2 separate regions of the Hordeum vulgare genome follow, and region 2 is linked to region 1. A link is a contact called in public Hi-C data. All regions are on one chromosome and are shown on one strand. Each heading gives the region's core, a stretch centred on a gene start, on an enhancer-like site or on the middle of the called end of the contact. The rest is flanking DNA. Distances are from core to core; before and after follow the strand shown. Region 1 holds the start of LOC123444713. Region 2 holds the start of LOC123444715 (ubiquitin-conjugating enzyme E2-17 kDa-like).

What was found. A called contact is a pair of places that touch in the nucleus more often than the background predicts.
Region 2: a Hi-C map of seedling shows a contact between it and region 1, with 4 times the contacts expected there. The contact joins the promoter of LOC123444715 here to the promoter of LOC123444713 in region 1. A contact is called at or near these places in 2 of 6 Hi-C or Micro-C datasets (leaf and seedling) and 1 of 1 datasets of contacts at active chromatin or transcription factors (embryo).

Annotation. Positions count from the first base shown.
Region 1 is chr3H:527,973,899-527,979,633 of MorexV3_pseudomolecules_assembly, reverse strand. It overlaps LOC123444713, which reads right to left and starts at 3,655. Exons shown (of 5, transcript XM_045121528.1): 1 at 3,370-3,655; 2 at 3,162-3,266; 3 at 2,181-2,301; 4 at 1-398. The coding sequence starts at 3,208.
Region 2 is chr3H:528,272,117-528,278,337 of MorexV3_pseudomolecules_assembly, reverse strand. It overlaps LOC123444715 (ubiquitin-conjugating enzyme E2-17 kDa-like), which reads right to left and starts at 3,765. Exons shown (of 5, transcript XM_045121531.1): 1 at 3,652-3,765; 2 at 2,596-2,674; 3 at 1,977-2,104; 4 at 1,501-1,605; 5 at 598-944. The coding sequence starts at 2,665. The coding sequence ends at 801.

The DNA.
Region 1 (5,735 bases), core at 2,406-4,905:
GCTGTGCTTGATGATGAGCTGGAAACGCTTCGGGGCCGAGAGGTTGGAGTTGATGACCTTGAGTTCTGTGCAGATGTGGTCTTCACAGAGGTTGAGTTGGCCATGGAGCTGGAACCATAAGGACAGTTTTTGACTGGAGTAGACGGACGAGTTTTGACCGGAGTAGGTGGACGGGTTTTGACTGGAGTAGATGATCGTGCTGCCACTGGACGTGAAGCTGGAGCTGATGGCTTTGAAGAGGGAAGAGCACTAGTCCTCTTGGTCGGGGTAGTAGGTCTCAAACTGACAGAAGAAATGCTTGGAGTGAGCACTGATGACCTGTTTGAAGGGCGGGACATGCTTCGCACTGGTCTATTGGGAGCTGCAGAATGCCCATTCTCTGTTTCATGAACAGAAAGCTGAAATAAAAACGTGATGCATTTAGGTTAGTTATGATCAGCACAATATAAACAACTAAGAAATAATAGGTGTCAAGGAAAAGTTGTACAGATAAGTATGTTCCCATGTTTGGTTAGATGAGAAATAGTGCAATACAATTATACCAAGTATGTGAATTGCCCCATTCCAAATTACATTGGACACAGTTGCTTTCACTGGACAATAGTTGCCGCAGATTGTAGAGAAAAGAAAGGTTTAGCATATGAACATGAGTGCACATGTGTAAGATTGCAAAACATTTCAGAATTACTTAGCAGAATTCCAATGGTATAGATAATCAATCAAACGCCTTCTGTTGATCTTCAAAGCATAGCCTAAATAAAAGAACAAGCAATTTGCCTATAATAAATTAACATTATTCCTTTTCACTTCCATAGAGTTCGTTGCAACTTTACCAAGATATTATGGTCCATAAAAGTGGAATTTATACCTACGAAGCCTGAAATTTAGATGTATTACAATTACAATATCCTGTGAATTTCCCAGGATGTATAAAACATTTCTTTCACCTTTATCTGGCTTTGTAAGATCAGCAATCAGTTTTTTTTTGTGAAAAAACACAAAAGCTTTGTGTGCCAATGCACTAATTAGAAAGGGGGCTAGCGCTTGTTACAGCCATTACACCAAAAAGGACTACAACACGGCATGGCCAGCCAAAATAATCTCCCTGAGGCCTGACGCCCCAGCTTCTGCCCATGCAGTAGCTTGTGAACATGCAGTGCACATCACAGGGAAGACCTGCACATTGTAGTTCCTCTAGATCTACCAGATAGTGAACTGGATGAGGAATGCCCTTGCGCAACGCTGCCGGGATGGCATGGATGGCCAAAATCAGTGAAGCTAGCCGCTGACTGTGGAGGCTGGGTGGAAGATCAGACCCACACAAGTCGTCAGCCAAAAGGCCATTGAGAGACCGTGCATTTTTACTACAGTGAGATTGCAGGTCGGAAGTAACAGGCCTGAACAACTATTCAAGCTATATAGAATCCTTCAAACACGATTTTACATTGTTGTCCACGGTATCATACTAAATAAAAGAACTTAGCAAAATCCCTTGGGCTTGTAGCCTCATGCAAACCCCTTTTGAATTATGCCCAGTGAAGAAAAACTACAGAGGAAAGCTAAGACCTTAGCAACAATAGGCAGCAGTGAATACCCACAGATGATATGGTGCATTCCGTAGGCAGGGTTTGAATGACTCCAGTGATTTACTTCGGCTATTAATTACTTTAGATCAGTTAAGTACGGTACGTTGTTCACAACAACCTCTTCAATTCAGGCATGCAGTATCTAAAGTTCTAAACACACACCAATGCCGTGTGCGTACGTGTGTGACTGTAGTTTTGCACAAACTAGTCTTTGAGTCTTGAACCTATTGAGGTTTGAACTCTGGACCCAGTGCATTCCTAGTTCTACATGTACGACCAGTAACATGTGTATAGAGGGACCTTGACAGGCATGTAACAGGTCAATAAAGCAAGATATACTTCCTTTAAACTACTCCCTCTGTAAAGAAATATAAGATCCTTTAGATTACTACTTCATACTCCCTCCGTCCCAAAAATAAGTGTCTTAAGCTTAGTACAATTTTGTACTAGAGCTAGTATAAAGTTGAGACACTTATTTTGGGACGGAGGGAGTAGTTATCTAAACGCTCTTATATTTCTTTACAGAGGGAGTACAATTAATAATGAAAGCTGAACTACCAGAATGCAAACATATCTGAAGAAAATAGTACCAACCCTTGATGCTCTGGCGGTTGAGGACGATCTAGTGACAGTCCGTTTAGGCACATTTGATGGTGGGGCTTTCTCAGCAACCTCCGGTGCAGGAGCACGGGGTGTTCCCGGGGGAGTAAGAAGCCTGAGGAACGCATTCACATGTTATGTAAATCGTAAAAGTTTTATCAATAGAAAGCCGAAGCACAAAACACTTGAGCATGAGAAGCATATATCTCATCCAGCAGCAAAATACCACATATTTTGGCAAGCACTACTCAATATAATTATCTGTAAATGACATCCAAACCAACTTTATCTTACATCTAATATAAGATGTGGTAGTACGGTTTTTACAGGTCACTATATAATTGCAACTGAAACACTGCAGTAATTATACACAAAATGACGAACTCAACCAAACTAAGATTGAAAATTTATCAGCCATATTTATGGTTCGCCAGTTGCTGCGGGGCCAACCTAGAGTTATTCCTAAATGGTTTTGACAGTCCAATAACTCTCTGTGACAGTGCAATTAGAGTATTGCAGTATACTACTGGTACGATTTAGGACATCCTAAAGTTGGCAATGCTATCGGTCTACCTAATTGCTGTGGCATTTATCTATTTTGCTCCGAGATAATAAAGTGACATAGAGTATGTTATGTCCCATGCGTTTGCTCTGCTAAGAAGGAGCCCCACCGACCAACCATCCATCCATCCGGTTGCAACAAATCCTAACTAAACCAAACAGCTTCAGTTATTCGCTACGAGGAAACCTTAACCCAGAAACAATAGCACCAGCCACAACCGACATCCGACAACACCCTGCCATGTGTGTGGGACACTACCGCAGATTCAAAAGACAGCATTGCATCCATAACACTAAGCTTGGACCGAGGGCTCGCCGTCCGATTGCAAAGGGGAAAAAAACACGAAACCGCACGCATGTTGAGCGAATCAGATCACCGCCAAAACGGGAGCAATGATTGGTCTAGTGCATCACCAGTCGTAGTCGTGCTTGCCGATCTCCGTGCCCAGCAGCTCCTCCATCGCCGAATCCCCGCCTCAGGCTCCAAAAATCCCCTCACCGGACGGACACCAGCAGCAACTGCAGGCCGAGAGGGCGGCCCAAAACAAAAAAAATTATCACCTGTGCACTCAAACGCGTGCCAGCGAAGGCCGAACCCGATATCAAAGCCGCGGCTGCTTACGCTGTCTCCGGCGATCCGGCGGGGCGGCCGGGGATCGCTCCGCCGCACGGGATCCGGATCCCGCCTCCACTCACGCCGACGGCGACGGTCCGGTGGAGCCCCCTGCCACGGCGTCCTCCTGGATTGGCCTTCGCTTGCGGCGATGGCCGATGAGGCGTGCGCGCGAGGTCGCGGCCGGGACGGGGGAGGGGAGGGGAGGGGGGGAGGAAGAAGCGAGAGAGACGGGCTCGTGCGTGCGTGCGTGTGCTGTGCTCGTCGCAGTTGTTGTTAAACTTTTTTTCCTCCTCCCCGCTTCCGTCTGCGCTGCTTTGATTTGGCTTTCCCGTTTTTCGAATCGCTGGGCGGGTAAATGCCGTGGGGCCCGGCCGTCACGGGATACACTACGCGTGGGACCAGGGGCGTGCGGGGCCGGCTGTCAGTGGGGGAGCTGGGTGCGGGTGGGGTAGAGGGGGTAAAAAAGCGGGCGGTGAATATGGAAAAGTCGGCGGCGGGTTTTGCTGGGATAGAGGCGACGTGTCGGGGTTATGGGGTCGCACGACGGGATCTCCTTGTCTCCGGGCCCATCTGTCAGTCGGTTGCCGATGGCGATGGGTAATGGGGGTCCTCGTGCCGTGGGACGGTGAGAGAGGGTCTGGTCAAAATTGGAGCGTTGATTGTTGACTTTTTCCTTTTTCTTTTATCAGGTGTCTCCTGAATTTTGAATACTACTCCTTCTATAAACTAACATAAAAACGTTTAGATTATTAAACTAGTGTCTTAAATGTTTTTATATTAGTTTACGGAGGGAGTATGAGATAGCTCACCATGTTTACTGTGTGGTCAAATATGTACTCCTGAACTGCTACTCCTACTGATATGAACTCCATAACTTTTTTTTATGTGCAGCGGTATTTCACTTCCTGAACAGCGAATTTGGCCAGCGGTCATCGTAGCAGTTTGGCTAATGAAAGTCAAATATGAGCCTCAGCTCCACATGTTGTGCTAGCTGATTAGCCAGGTCATGCCACGCCTTTGGTCAACGACAGCACAGTGTAGTTTAGTTTGGTTATTAAGTTAGATCGAATAATGATAAACTGTCAAATTAACAAGAAGGTTTGAGGCCATGAGGGGTCGAGGTCAACGCAGGCCTGCTCGCTGCTTGAGGATCGTCGATCGTCGACTGGTGACACACACATCTTTTCCAGTACGTTCGATACAATCTGCTCTGATCGTTTTGGAAGAGGTGCCGCACTGCGCACCTGCAAATGCAGAACATTGCTCCTACTTCATGAACGACTCGTGTCGTGTGTATCAGCCCGCTGCGTGTCGTGTCGTGTCGTGTCAAGTGGAGTAATTTATGCAGCGTCGACGTCACTTAATGAACGGGAGAAGCTTCCATTTACTAGGATCAGCGGCCTCTCGTGAAAGCACGAACACTGGGGAAATAAGTTTTTCCCCTAGGACCACTTTGTTTGCAATTTTATCTTGGGCAACACTACCGAGCGGCGCCCCACCCGCGTCTTGCTCTATTATTAGGTTACTTCAAAAAAGCATTGGTATTAGGTCAAATCTCTCTCTCTTCATCATGCATGCATACATGCATGCAATGATGTCATTAAAATTCTCTTTGATGTTTGAAATTTTAAAAAATATATTTACAAAATCGTTAATTCAATCGATGATCCGCTTTCATCATTGACTTTTTTGCGGTGATTTTTTCGAAACTAGATCCCATGTCGACATATTTCGTCAACTTTTTTTTTGTTCATACTTGCCACATTTTTTGACTCACTTGCTATATTATTAACCACATACTTGCCTGAGAAAAATAACTTAATTGACATTTTCTAATGTTGTTCCGTACAAAGCCTTGTAGCAGTTTTCATTATACATCATATAAAAGCATGTCATAGGTTGTGATTGCCATTTTAAATATGTCAACTTGTCATACTTACATACTTTGCAAGAAAACTATTTTGTGTGCTTGTTAGTTTAACTATAACGAGTTGTCATATTTACAAATAATGACCAAAAGAGACTTTTTGTGGTCACCGAATTTAAATATGTTGAGTTGTCATATTTTTACGCGTAATCGCCTAAAAAAGTTGTTTGCGCTTACGAGTTTGATTATGTCGAGATGTCATATTTATACGCAGTTTCTAAAAATATGATGATTAAGTTATTTTTATCAAACAAGTAAGTACTTAATAATATGTCAAGTAAGTGCAACAAATGTGGTAAGTACGAGGAAAAAACAAGTTGTCAAAACATGTCAAAATGGGATATAATTTTGAAGATTTCGTCGAAACAAAGTTAACGGCAAAAACAGATCATGGATCGAAATAACGGTTTAAAAGATAAAAGTTTTTTAATTCCGGTCATTTAGA
Region 2 (6,221 bases), core at 2,516-5,015, 300 kb before region 1:
ATTCCTTCAATTAAAATAGGGATTTAGTAACTCAATGCACGTGCCTACTCAGACATTGTAGAGACGGTCTAAAGAATTCGGATAAATTGAAGTCCACTTAAAATTGGGATTCCTTCTTTTAGAAAATAGAGCACATAGATATTGATTACAACTTACACAAATTTTAATAAAATTATTTTAATATGGACTACATATAGACTGAAATGAGTAAAGAAATACACTAAGACGTGTCTATATACATCAGATTCATAATAAGTGAGAACATCTTGTATTTGTGAGCAGATGGAGTATCATATAATTTTGTGACCTTGGATAAAATTTAGAAAATAGGAGCACCACAGTTTAAGTTTTGCAACTTCAATTTAGCATTCCAGCTTCCTCATTTCATAAGGTTCGCAGATCGTACTGTATTATTTTATGAAAACGTGCATGGGTTAGCCTTAGCTCAAGTTAAAATACACAACTATTCCAGTATCAACAAATAGAGCGGAGACTAACACATGCATGCGACTGAGCAAAACACCCAAAGTGGACACAGAACAAACATTTCCAGCCACGGGCCCCATACAGCGAATGGGAGAACCAAGACTAGCATAGTTATCACGAGAAGCATATGTCAATTTCATTATGGACTTTGGCAATGATAGGTTGATGTTTTGACTACGACGCGATCCTACATGGATCAGGGAGACACACGCAACCGACAAGTAATCAAAGAAAATAATGACCCAGAGATAGTTTCCCGGGACAGCAACACAATCTTCTGCATGCAAGCAGTGGATACGAGCATGGGCTCCGTATCATCCCATGGCATACTTCTGCGTCCAGCTGCGGGCTGTCGTCTCGTACTTAGACCGATCCGTCTTGTACATGTGGGCAATCTCAGGGACGAGAGGGTCGTCCGGGTTAGGGTCGGTAAGCAGCGAGCAGATTGAAAGCAGAACCTGGTGAAAACAACAGTACTGGGAGTTAGTAGTGTAGCTACATTCTGCATAATGCACCAAATGCAAAGGAAAGGGCTGTAGGATGTTTTTATCCCAACTATACAGTTATTGTTGGGACGGTTTGCAATGTCTTGAACCCCAAAAAAGTAGTTGAGCTTAATATTTGCTAACAATATGCTAGCATCAACATGAGGTAACACCAAATAACTGCATTTAGACAAACACTTAGGACTCCGGCCAAAAGGTCATGACAAACAATTAAGACTCCGGCCAAAAGGTCATGACAAACAATTAAGACTCCGGCCAAAAGGTCATGACTAACATTAAGACTCCAGCCAAAAGGTCATGACAGTACCAGATGACAAAAATTAAAACTTTTTGTAGTAGTGTCCAGCAAATCACATCAAACATGTAAGTTGAGATTATAAATTGTGTAATGAGGCAATACAAACAACTGTAGCTCATCGAGAGTGCAAGGGCATGGAAATAACTCATTTACTATTGTATATACAGCACAACAGAGAAGATGTAAAGGAATGAAATGCTTTGAGAGCACCTTAGAGATCGTCAAAGCAGGACTCCATTGCTCCTTCAGAATGTCGAGGCATATGCTTCCATTGCTATTGATGTTCGGATGGAAGACCTTTGTCTTGAACGATACCTGAAGGAAGAGACACTTTAGAACAGTACAAGGAGGAAAAGAGAAGATTAAAAAAACAAGTAGGGCCACAAAGTTGACCCTGTCATAGAATGGGGTGATAAAAGAAAAGATAGATTCAGAAACAGAATATTTTTCTAAAAAAGAAGAGGTGATATAATAACGATTTCTGTAAAAACATTGAGATATAAAAAGATATAGTTGGTCCTTAATGTCAAAATGTAGGGATGAACATAAATCAGACAAGCTAACACTGAAACATCAATGGAACATGAAGAGGGTAGACATACTGACAGTTTGACAAGATTCATGTTCCAATAAAGATGGCAAAGATGCAAGGAAATTTGTTTGGCTCAACATTGTTCAGCACTAACCTTCGGAGGCTTGAAGGGGTAGTCCGGGGGGAAATGGATATTCACCAAGAAAACACCTCCAGCATAGGGACTATCAGGAGGGCCCATGATGGTTGCCTGCCAATGGAACATATCCTCGCCAGAAGGACCTAAATAAAAAGGAACCTATAATAAATCACTACAATCATTTGTGCAAACAAGGGAGTAAGCACCAAGCAGCAGCACGACATAATCCTGATTATAGAACTGATGGTCAATTGTAGTGGTTGTTGATGACTGTTCATCAGTTACTAAGTTGGAATATACAGAGTACTTAGGAAGACTCTATGCAAGATACCTTTCTTAAATAAAAACATCAATTTAGCTAGTCAACCGTAAAAGGACACTGACAGACAGAAACTGGCATAGTGATACAATCTCTTTGGGCAAGAACAGTGAATGAAACTGTGTGTTATAGTTCAATTTCCTGGATAAGTGACTGAGCAAAATGAAAAGTATATTAGGAAATAATCCAATTTATCAATGGGCCGACGCCATAAAAACTTCCGGTGATAGTTCACATGACCATAGCATATCAACGCTGCTAAGATACACACAACATGGATATTAGTCATCAGTGAATTATATATCTGGCTCGTACCTGCACTGCATGATGTCGGAGGATCTTTCTGCAAGTCCTTGAGTTCCTTCAGGATACGTTTTGAAGCCATGATAAGCTCCTGCTTTGAGTTACATTTGCATGTTTATGAGACTCAAGAATAAGTTACTAACTCTAGAGTTTAAACATATTTTCGTTCACCACATACTGCAATAAGTTGGCAGCATAAGAATAATAAAAAGCAAAAGATACAACAATACGGGTTTATTGCTTCAAAGTATTTAGCCTGGCGCTGAAGTAACTTCACTACTTACTCGTATATATTTGTCCAAAGTAATCTAGAACACGAAGCTTCGATTAAGTAATGATTCGTTAACCTTAACATATTTGTTCCATCACACCAACACAACCAAGTTATCTTAAAGGTGGCAAAATCAAACAAACTGGTGCAAGACTCATACTGGGATAAATAAATAAAAATTAATGCGGTTATCAAATTAACATTAACAGATAACGATCTGTAGAAATCATCTGGCTGCTAAGCTACATTAACAAGCAAGGCATATCCCACCAGATCAATCCCACAGGTTCACAAATCCATCCGACCATACAACAGATCACTGACAAGCAACGACGCCTTCCACGCGCAGAAAAAAAAAAAACAAGTCGCACTTTTTTTGAATCGATCGAGACTTACAAATTCCCAGTCGATTGAGACCTAGCAAAAACCGTTTAGCCTACACGACAAGAGGAACAACAAAACACGACGATTGGTTCTAACGAATCACGTCACGCAACAGATCGACGATGACGACCCAGCGGGTTGAGCGAACACGCATCGAATCGACGGGCCGGTGGGCGAATCGCCACCGGCGCGCAACAAATCTAACGCGCAGCACAGGCCCTGCCGCAGGCGGCGCGGCGACGCCGGGCGCCGGGCCACGGATCTACCACAAAACAAAAGATAAATCCAGACACGGCCAACGGAATCGGGGGATAAATTACGCGAAGGCCGGGACGGGGGCGGATCGGGATCGGGACACGGAGCTACTTGCGCCGATCTGACGGAATCGAAGGAGGAGGCGGAGGGAGGGGTACCTTTTCTTCGCAGCGGCCACGAGAGGTCGGGGATGGAGAGAGAGGCCCTCGCTCCTTTTCCGCTCGGGGTGTGTTTTGCTCCCTCTGTTTTGTTGGCACCCGAACCCGATACAGGGCGTTATATTTTCCTTGCTGAAATAATTACGGCAAGGAAATCTAGCAGCGGACGAGGCGTCGGAATACGGTTCTCTGGTGTGAAGGCGATGTCGACACAGTGATGAGTGCCCAACGGGGAATTTCGGCGGTCCAAGTTAGGCGTGTTGAACGGGTCCAAATTATTCAACTATGGAACCTTACTACCGGTGCATATAAACCATTCAAAAGATGGGGATGCGGTTTTTCTTTTCTTTTTCTCTTTAAGATATACTAGCAAAAGGGCCCGTGCGTTGCAACGGGAGAAAAAAATACCACACACTTTTAATCTTTTTATAATCATTTTCATTTATTAAAATAATAAGTTAACTAACTAATGTAGTCAGTCCTATCCTATTTTGTTGAGAAATCAACCCATCCATTGTTAATTCCACCATGATGAGAAATTGAGCGGGACAAGCAAAGCAAAACAAAGCGGCTACGTGAATTGATCAACGGATTGCTATCTTATTTCACTCATGGGATAGAGAATGTGGGATCAGATGACAAACTGAAGGTGGTGTTCCATTCTCTGTCTGTACAACAATACAATCTTACATTCAATACATTCATTCATCAGCAAACAAATCCCCACAAAATAAAATTTCTTGCCGGTGCTTGGCACACTGTTGGAGGCATGAGGAGGGGATCTCACCAGATGATGAGTTCCTGCCGGAGGAGGGGATACGATGAGGGGAGCAAGGGTTAGGCGCCTCTATCTGGCCATAAGGAGTCGCCGTTGCCGCGCCATAACCTCGGAGTTCCCCGTGTGAGCCATGGAGGCCCGCCTCCACCTGCAAGTACTTCCCTCCGTCGTTCTGCATCGAGCAGACGCATCATCCCCAGTCACTGTAGATGTCGCGTTGATTTGATCCAGAAGCTGTGCTCGAGCGTCGAAACGGGGGTAGCAAGCGGGCAGAGGTACGGCCTTGGAGGCGGGTGGGTTGAGATCGACAACAGTGGTGGTTGAGGTCGGCCGCGGCAGCGAGTGGTGTGGCAGCGGCCTGGGCACACGTCAGGGTGGACCAGGGTCGACGCGATGCGCTCGAGCGCCGCAACGGGGGCAGTGAGCGGGGAGAGGTACGGCCGCGGAGGCGGGTGGGTTGAGATCGGCAGCGGTGGCAGTTGAGGTCGGCCGCGGCGGCGAGTGGTGTGGCGGCGGCCTGGGCACAGTCCGGGGTGGCCCAGGGTCAACGGGAGGAGGCGATGCGTACGGGTATAATTTTTGCAGCGAATCGTTTTTCCTTTTGCGTTGCAGATAAATGATGGAGCGCGGGTTGAATAACAAAAATTACAACGGGAGAAAGAAATACCACACGGCACACGCTCTTAATTTATAAAAAATGTCTATAATTTAAGAATTTATAGTTACGATACAAATAAAGATGGTCTTATCCTACAAAAATGCAGTTCAAAATTTCACAGGTCTTCTATTTTAACACGGCTTGCATGTAGATTTAATACGTACAAAGAATTAGTCAAGTGACCTTCAGTTTCATCTCTAATCCTGATTTTGTTGACGTGCTCATTCCTAACCCGGATGAGTACCGGTATGAAAGAAAGACGAATAATGACTTATTTATTAAGATTGCACCCTAGATAGTATTTTTATTAAACGTTTAACAGATAAAATAATATCATATTTAAATTCTACATATTTTTCTAATCAAATTCCATGTATAATATGTTAAATTTGGAGTTACGGTTTAAAAGATATGAGTATTTTAAAAAATATTTAATATATACTACGAGTTTAATGTCATAAACAGTAAGGACATTTTTGTAAAATCAGCTCGGTGGGTTTTCCGACGAAAGCGATAGCCTCTTTATTATTAGGTAAAGATATAAACCATTCAAAAAAGCTAAGACAACTAAAGTTTCAGTACAACAGAAAGAACTTCACGCCAAAGCTGTTGATTACCAAAGACAGCCTCATCAAGTTGCTGACTGTACCCCTTTTAATAGCGATCAACATAATAGTAGTATCAATTCTGAAATGAGCTACATCGGCAAAAGAAGAACAAAAAGAAAAAAAAATCATCCTTCCATCCTTTTGCATGATGTTGTAACTCCAGCAGACGTGGGGCGTTGTCGCTCCAGCAGACGCTGCAAAATGCAGGCGCGCTATATTTACAACGCCGCGCTTAACCCAAACAATATTTCTCACCAAAATAAAATAAATTAATAATAAATAGTCCAACTATTATTGCAACTCAAATAAATAGTTTATTTTCAGTACAACAAATAGTTCAACAATATTACATGAGACATACAACATCAAATTAATTTAACGGTCATGCCATGCCCACCTCTTCATGATTAGATCCTTCTGAAGATCATCATGCGTTTCGACACGTTGAATGACATTGATAGAAGGCAATAAATCGTGTTTATCCTCGCAGCCGTCCTTCGCACTCGCACGGGATTTCACAATAACT